2 separate regions of the Dromaius novaehollandiae genome follow, and region 1 is linked to region 2. Evidence: chromatin contacts called from public Hi-C data. All regions are on one chromosome and are shown on one strand. Each heading gives the region's core, a stretch centred on a gene start, on an enhancer-like site or on the middle of the called end of the contact. The rest is flanking DNA. Distances are from core to core; before and after follow the strand shown. Region 1 overlaps LOC112987637 (a long non-coding RNA gene). Region 2 has its middle 220 kb from the start of ADAMTS18.

Region 1 (3,478 bases), core at 960-3,459, 340 kb after region 2:
CTCTCTAATACAACTCTTCCATTTAAACTCTTCTGTTAGTACAACAATATACATGTGTCAATTTCAGATGAACTAGAGGAGTAAGCATTGAGAAATGTATGTAGTATCAGCATACCTACTACCTGCAACAATGTAATATGGTCTCTGCTGATCAAAACATAGTGTTTGCTGAGAATATTGCTTACTAAAAATTACTGTAACCATTTTGGATCATTACAAAAGCTAGTTGATAGGTAGCTGCTAAAAAGCCCTTTGGCCACAGTAAATCCTACATTTCATTAAATCTGTTACGTAAAGTCAAGTTTATGCAAACTTTGGTACTAAATCTATGCCAAGATCTCAGTGGAATTTCTCCACTGCTTTAAATGAGATTAAATTCTAACTGCTTAATCTCCTAGGGTCTGTACCATGTCTGTAAAATGGGAATATATATAGCTATTTTGAAGTGACGCTACAAGGTGCTAAATTTTATTAATACCGCTGAAGTACTTCGAGATTTTTCTAAAGAACTGGCAAGTATGTTTACTCTGGATAAGGAACCTTTCAAATTAGGTGTGATATTTTGTTTATGTTTTGTTGTAACATATTCCTAAAGAGTTTAACTGAGATAGGACTACATTTTCATAGGTGGTTTTGCTGGTATACCCATAATTGAAAGAATGTGAACTACTTGATACATTTTCCCTAGCAAATGCACAATAATCACATAAAAATATCCTATTTTAAAATTAGTTTTCAGATGACTTTATGAGGAAGCACTTACCTTCAGACTGGCCAAAAGTAACTGTGGTAGCGCATGGATCCTGTAGAGAGCCCAGGTCAGTCCTTGGGATCAGCCCAGATTACATTATGGAATCCTGTAATGCATACGGAGCAAATGCAGCTATTGAGATCAGAGACAGGTGACGAAGTAAACAGCTTCTGCTATCTGTTATGCACTCTCTTCTACTATAAAGACACTGTGCTAAATGGAAGATGATGGGATCTTACGGTTTATATAACTATGTGAATCTTCCTAAACCTTTGTATGCACAGCACTGTGGTTTTTCCTACAATATTTTTGCCGATATATAGCAATTAACTAACATCCATTGGATCTTACTGACATAACAGGGACATTAGGAGACTTAGTGAAGTCCTTATCCACCAGATGACAGGGTTTGCTGTCATTTTTGGATCTTCAAATCCAGATTTTTCATTCTCTGTGAGATGCCATACTGAAACTAGATATTCTTCTAGTGTTAAAGTAAAACCAGATGGGTTCATAGGGTATAAAAACTGTATGTGTGCGTGTGTGCGTGTATGCAGATGCTCGGTAATGTCAGTGACTAGAATCTTGAGCTATAATTGCATAAACACACTTTTAATAAGAGTTAATAAATAAACTGTTAATAACACCTTACATAAGTAGTGTGTACCACACATCACTATGTCTCAACCTGGACCACTGGTAGTTTGTCCGACATCACAAGGTAGCTTGCAAAATGGTCTCTCTCCTCCCTCCAAAAACGTCTCCCAAACAATCCCACCCATATGACCAAACCACTATGGAAAAATAAAAAGTATTAACACAAATAATACAATAAATTCATATGAAACCCATTCTGGCAATGATGCACAAAATAGTCCATGCAAGTATTTCCAAAGAGATAGGTGGTGGGTGCTAGGCAGCCCACTGTTTTCAGAAATTTTGAGAACTACTCTAAGCACATCAAAACAGGTTTTATAGTTATAAGCAATTTACTAGTTGGCTGGTCCTTGTAATAGCTGTTTATTAAGGCATACATTAACAACTTCTTAACCTTTAGCAAATTATTTATGTGTTAATTAATGAATTACATCTTTTTGTAAGCATGCTGCCAGTATTATTAATCTATTCTCAGTATCAGAGAAGACGGATACTCCCAATGGTCTCATTCAGCTTTCTTGGCAAGTAGAATAAGTGGGAGTGAATAAGCAAGGTTATATATGAAATATTGATTAGAAGGAAATGATTACCATATGAATTGAGTAATTCTACTAAAATATTAAAGGAAGGTGATAAGAATAGAATGTCCTGGAGACTCTGCCAGTTTCCTTTTCCATGCACTACGTTATTAGTATTGCACTGTTAATCCATTCAGTCATTGAAAGAAAAGAGAAAAAAGCCATTGGTGAATAGGCAGGGAAATGTCAGGCTTTGTGCAAGATGCAGATGTTCTTCATTATGCAGGGTACAAAGACTCTGAGAAAGGAGCTCATTAGCAGAACCGGGTGAATAATGGCTTGTCTTGTTCTGTGGTCAAACCAAAAAAAAAAAGAAAAAAGGAGGGGAAAAATCATCAAATTAAGCAGAAAATTTTGAGGGTTTTTTTTTCCCCCAGAGTGAAAAGAGAGAGATTGGGTGGAGGGAAGAGGGGTAGGGGGAAAGGAACCAAAAATGAAAACTGATGTCTAATCAGCTCTGCCTGGTAGCAATTGGACAAGTTACCCTCTTCAAAACAACTGATGAGAAAAGATATTATTCAGGCTAAAATGAATAGGGTATGTCTATGGTGTCAGATGCATGAAGTTGCATGTTCATTCTAGTCACATCCTGAGACAGCCAGACATAAGTTTCCTTTTTGGAAGCTATGTAATCACTCAGCATAGACCTGCGTCTGAGCTATAAAGCTCTCCTGAGAACAGCTGTCTGCCTCAGGTGCTATAGATGTGCCTTTTTCTCTTCAAACTCAACCCTGAGAAAGCAATAACACACAGCTGTCTCAACTTGTGACTATGTCAGAGGCCTTCATTAGCTGCCATACTAATCAGGCAGTTTTAGGAGGTGATGTTTACTGTATCTTTTTGCCTTGAGATAGCATTCTGCATAGATCAGTAAGCTTTGCTGGAAATGCCTTGGAGTTGTAAGAGCCTTTACTTCTGCGCTTACTTCTATTTACCTTCTTGCTCAGCAGCGGTATGTATGCTAGGCAGGCATCTCTGCTCCCTCTCTTGTGTTAGGAACTAGGAAGGTTCTTCACATTCTTCTGTAAGATCAAGAAACAATTGACTTTAATTGAGTAAAAAGACAAATAGTCTGTTATTAAGCTTTTCTCCCAAAGAAGTCACACTTATTATTAGAAGGCAATAAATAATGTGAAAAACATTCAGCAATATGATCTTTAGATGGGAGGACTGAGATCTGCTTTTTATCACCATCATATGTAGTATTTGAGTATTCAGAACATTAGTTAAATGTTTATAGCAGAAGATGTCCGTTAGAGTTGTGTCTGGCTGAGGGATACAAAAGCGTGTGTTTAAAGATTTCTTTGTTAACACATTTTGTGGGTTTCATTTTACCACCAAAAACAGAGTAAATGTGAAGAGTTTTGTGAGTTTGACTGGAGGTTTAAAATGCTGGATTCTGCTCAACTATGGAATAGAAGCTCCAGTACAGAATTTTTTCGTGCCAAGAAAAGCAACTGAAACATGAGTAATGAGGGCACATTGTTAACCA
Region 2 (3,825 bases), core at 548-3,047:
CATGCCTTGAAAACTTAAAAAGAATAACAAATCAAGGATAGAAACAGCAAAATAATCCAAGCTCTGTTTTACAACAGATCTAGAAGGTTTTAAAATGAATTTTTCTATAGTTAATGGCCTTAGAAGCAATAAAAATCCACCAAGCTGTCCTCTACAAGAGAATTCATAATTCTATTTTTGCTAGTCTACTTCTTACAGTATTTTCCAGGAGTTTTGGGGGATACCATATTTACATTTACAGGGATAATTCATCAGAGGGAATGGTAGAATTCCTTTCTAAAGACCCAGAGAAGAACCGCAGAGAGATATTTACCCTGAATTACTAAGGGTTAAACCCATGGTCACAAAGATCTTCAGTCAAGTTCTACCCTATTTTCAAACGAAAGAAAGAGGGACTCACTCAGCTTAATAGTCATTCATATGAGAAGTCAGATATTTTTCTAGGGGCCACAGAAAGTTGGTCTCCTGATGACTGAGCCGAGGATCCTTTCAGTTCCTGCCTCGATTTTTCACTCCGTATGGCAGAAAAACAGTATTAAAGAAATTATCAGACAAATGAACAGAAATCTTGAAACAAAACTTCTTATATTTTGATTTGCTAGCCTCCTTGGTTTGGCATCAAAAAAAAAAAATAAATAAAAAGACCTACAAATTCAAAAGTCACTGCAAGATCTACAGTGATCCCTGGACATGGCAGGTACAGTTTCCTAGTAAACAGCAGTCTTTCAGCCTGGGATGAAGCTTGTGACACTTGGGCACTGGGCATGTTTGAACCCGTAACGCACCCCAAAGAAACCCCAAAAGAGAACCCTATGCATAAACATACTCAGGGCCAAGAAAGGAGAAATCACACAGGAACAGACTAAGGGACCTTGAGAACTGTGACAACCACTATCTGTCGTATTGAAGCAGATGAAATTTTTTTATTATTTTGGAAACATTTCAGAATACCTACTTAAAGCAAACTGGTTATCTATGTCATTCTCATGCAGCACGAAGTTTAGTACTTGTTGTCAGTAGATATGGCTGGGACAGGGCGAGGGGCAGGACTGTAGTTTAAAGATTCCCCGATTATTTAATGTGAAAGCCTCCTGTTGAGCATCTGACTTGGAGCTGGGACGCTGAAAGGTGCCTCTCTCACCTGTCTGCAGCGGCCCAGAACGCCACAGCACTGAGGCACAAATTCCTCCCCGGGTGCGAAAGAGAGGAAAACTGCGGTTAGTGGTGGAAGACAGCAGAAGTGTCGACCTTGTCTGGATGTGTTGTGCTGGTGGTGGTGCCCGCTTTCCTCTGCTGATGTCCCTTGAGGAGGGGGCAAACTGCTTTGTGCAGCAGCCATGAGGATTTCACCTGTAGGGCCCTGTGAGGTGGGCAGTGAGATTTGAGTTTGTATTCGAGGTGCTGGGCTGACAGCAAATCTGGTTGTGTCTGTGGGAGGATAAGGGGGCTGTAACTCTATTCAGAATAAATAAACACTGTTTCTCCTCCTCCTTCACAGATTTGCGTGAAACCTTTGTGCATATGCTGAGCTTCTCCTGCGCAGAAGCATGCCGTATGCGTGGGCTCTCTCTTCCTGAGCGTAAGAGAAAAGAAATCAGCCAATGGCACCAGCCTCCGACATGTCTGGGGCATTTCAAAACCTGAGTTCTAGGGGCTGGATGAAAGCAAATTCCTAACTAATGCGGAGAAATCAGGACAAAAAAGAAGAAACCAATATGAAAGGGGAAGGAGAGGCCTGGGCCACAGTGTGCAGTCTCAGCATGAGTGTGTGTTTTGTAGCAAGCTGTGCCATGTGACGGTAGGCAGGGTTTGAGTGAGACCTAATTAAAATCATCTGGCCCTCATGAGAGATGTCTTTTTCCTTGCAGTTTGTGTGTGTGTTGAGGATATTTAATTAGGCATGTAGAGCTGATGTTTCTGAGAGGAATTAAAAGCGAACTTACAGCTATTTTTAGTATATTATTGTATTGTTGGATTTAGGGATTACAAACATTATAAGTCTATAAAAAAACTCTGCATCGAAGGCTGCAGCAGTGGTTTAGGATTGACATGATCTGCAGCTATGGCAGTTCTCGGTATCTGATTTTTGGAAGGCGGTACGTTTCTGCATAGCAGTCCTACAGCATCCCATATAGATTGTCATCAGCTGCGTTTCATTTTTTTTCTCTGGCTTACCCACCTCCCTGCAGTAATTTTATGGAGTATTAGTACTAGGTGAAACTTTGGACAATGTCTAACTGTAGTTCTGATAATATTTTCCACAAGTCTTTCAGTTTTTCATTTCAGCTGATTGTTTCTTTCATTTTCTTTTCAATGATCACTGTTGTAAAAAAGACCATCTGGGAGTCCTCATCTCACAAGTGGTTTTCATAGCAGAAGCAATTTATAGCAAGCACTGGTTAATCTGTAACCATTGGACTTAGGAGGTGCAAACTCTGGCTGTTTCATTATAATCCTACACGTTCATGAGGATAAAGTTGCATGTCGTGGCTCTATGAACATCCAGGAGGGGTGTTCAGAGCACTGACATGGATATGAAACCGTAACTGTTTCACTTTGTCGGAGGCCTCCCTGGAATAACTGCAAAGGCAAACTCAAAAATCGTATCTCTGCACACTCATGGTTGTTTTTTCTTTCATTCACAGACCTAGAACTTAGTACAGACACAAGTAAATGCAAGGACTATTCCTCATATGAACTGGGGCCACAGGTTATCTTGGTTTACCTAACAAGGCTTGATATTTTTTTCCCAGTCACTTTCAAGTTTAAGTCTGCAGAAATGTTGGGTTATAAACATGCCTGTGCAACAGACTGTGTGCATATTCCCAGGGGCATTTCTGCGGATCTCTCCCTTTGGGCTTTGACCCCTTTTTTTATTTTGCATGGTGTAAGAATTTTTAGTGAACAGTAGAGTTTAGATGCAGAAATCAGTACGTAAGAAAAAGGTGAGATGAAGATACATATTTCTGTGGTTATATAGAGATATATACACACATACACATATACTTGTTCTTAAGCGTAATTTTGAAATCCATTTGAACCTCAGATATATCTTCTTTAATGGTCTTAAACTCCCTTCCAAATGTTCATTTTTAGAATTGCAAAGTAATGAGGAATCTTGTCTCGCAGCTGTTAAGTAATTCAAAAGTATTTCTGCTATGCTACTGCATTTACTTTGGGTAGAAAAATCTACAAATTGCATTGCTAACTGTAGCACTGTATTTGCAGTGTAACTCCTGTCTCCGTTAAGAGCTCAGTAAATTTTCTTCCAGCTCCGATTCCTTGCTGGGTTCACTAGGTGGCTGTCTAAGAACACACATACTCCTCCGCTTGCTGAAAGGCAGCTGGCTCGCTGCTGTGCCGTACCCTGATTTCACGCTGGAGAGCACTCTCTGCTCAGCCGGAGCAGGTACAGGTGCCAGCCGCAAGGTCTGGACCCGCAGGTACCGGACATCAAATCCCCTTGGTTAAACCACTTTGTCTCCAGGATTGTGGGATAGTCTAAGGAGCAGAATTAAGTATTTGTATCAGTTAAGTTCAAGTCTTTCTTGAATGACTTCCTTGCATCACCAGTTTTTCAAATTCTATGGGATATTTATATACGACGGTAAAATCAGGGAAAAGGATGAACTGTCTGTATGTAACTAAGGCTAATTTGTTCTTCCAGTAAGCTAAAGGCGTGAGGCAAAGCAGCCTCCAGAAACTGGAAATTGTGGTTTGTATGTGAGAGGATAGGTCCAGAAAAATGTGTGCTGGTCACCTAACATCCTTCATGTTGTAGTAGTCCTTACTACCAGATGTGGTTTGAGTTTGGCTTGTACACGC

The links. A called contact is a pair of places that touch in the nucleus more often than the background predicts.
Region 1: a Hi-C map of brain shows a contact between it and region 2, with 6 times the contacts expected there. The contact joins two enhancer-like sites. A contact is called at or near these places in 2 of 4 Hi-C or Micro-C datasets (brain and liver).

The regions. Positions count from the first base shown.
Region 1 is chr13:18,105,427-18,108,904 of bDroNov1.hap1, forward strand. It overlaps LOC112987637 (a long non-coding RNA gene), which reads right to left. Exons shown (of 4, transcript XR_010391475.1): 2 at 2,922-3,008; 3 at 764-857. The region is part of intron 1 of LOC112987636 (a long non-coding RNA gene); the gene reads left to right. Among named protein-coding and RNA genes, the nearest start is that of WWOX, 8.1 kb to the right of the region's middle. Within about 2 kb of position 2,210, at least 1 of the 2 cell types and tissues checked has open chromatin away from gene starts, as enhancers often do.
Region 2 is chr13:17,764,089-17,767,913 of bDroNov1.hap1, forward strand. No RefSeq gene overlaps it. Among named protein-coding and RNA genes, the nearest start is that of ADAMTS18, 220 kb to the right of the region's middle. Within about 2 kb of position 1,798, at least 2 of the 2 cell types and tissues checked have open chromatin away from gene starts, as enhancers often do.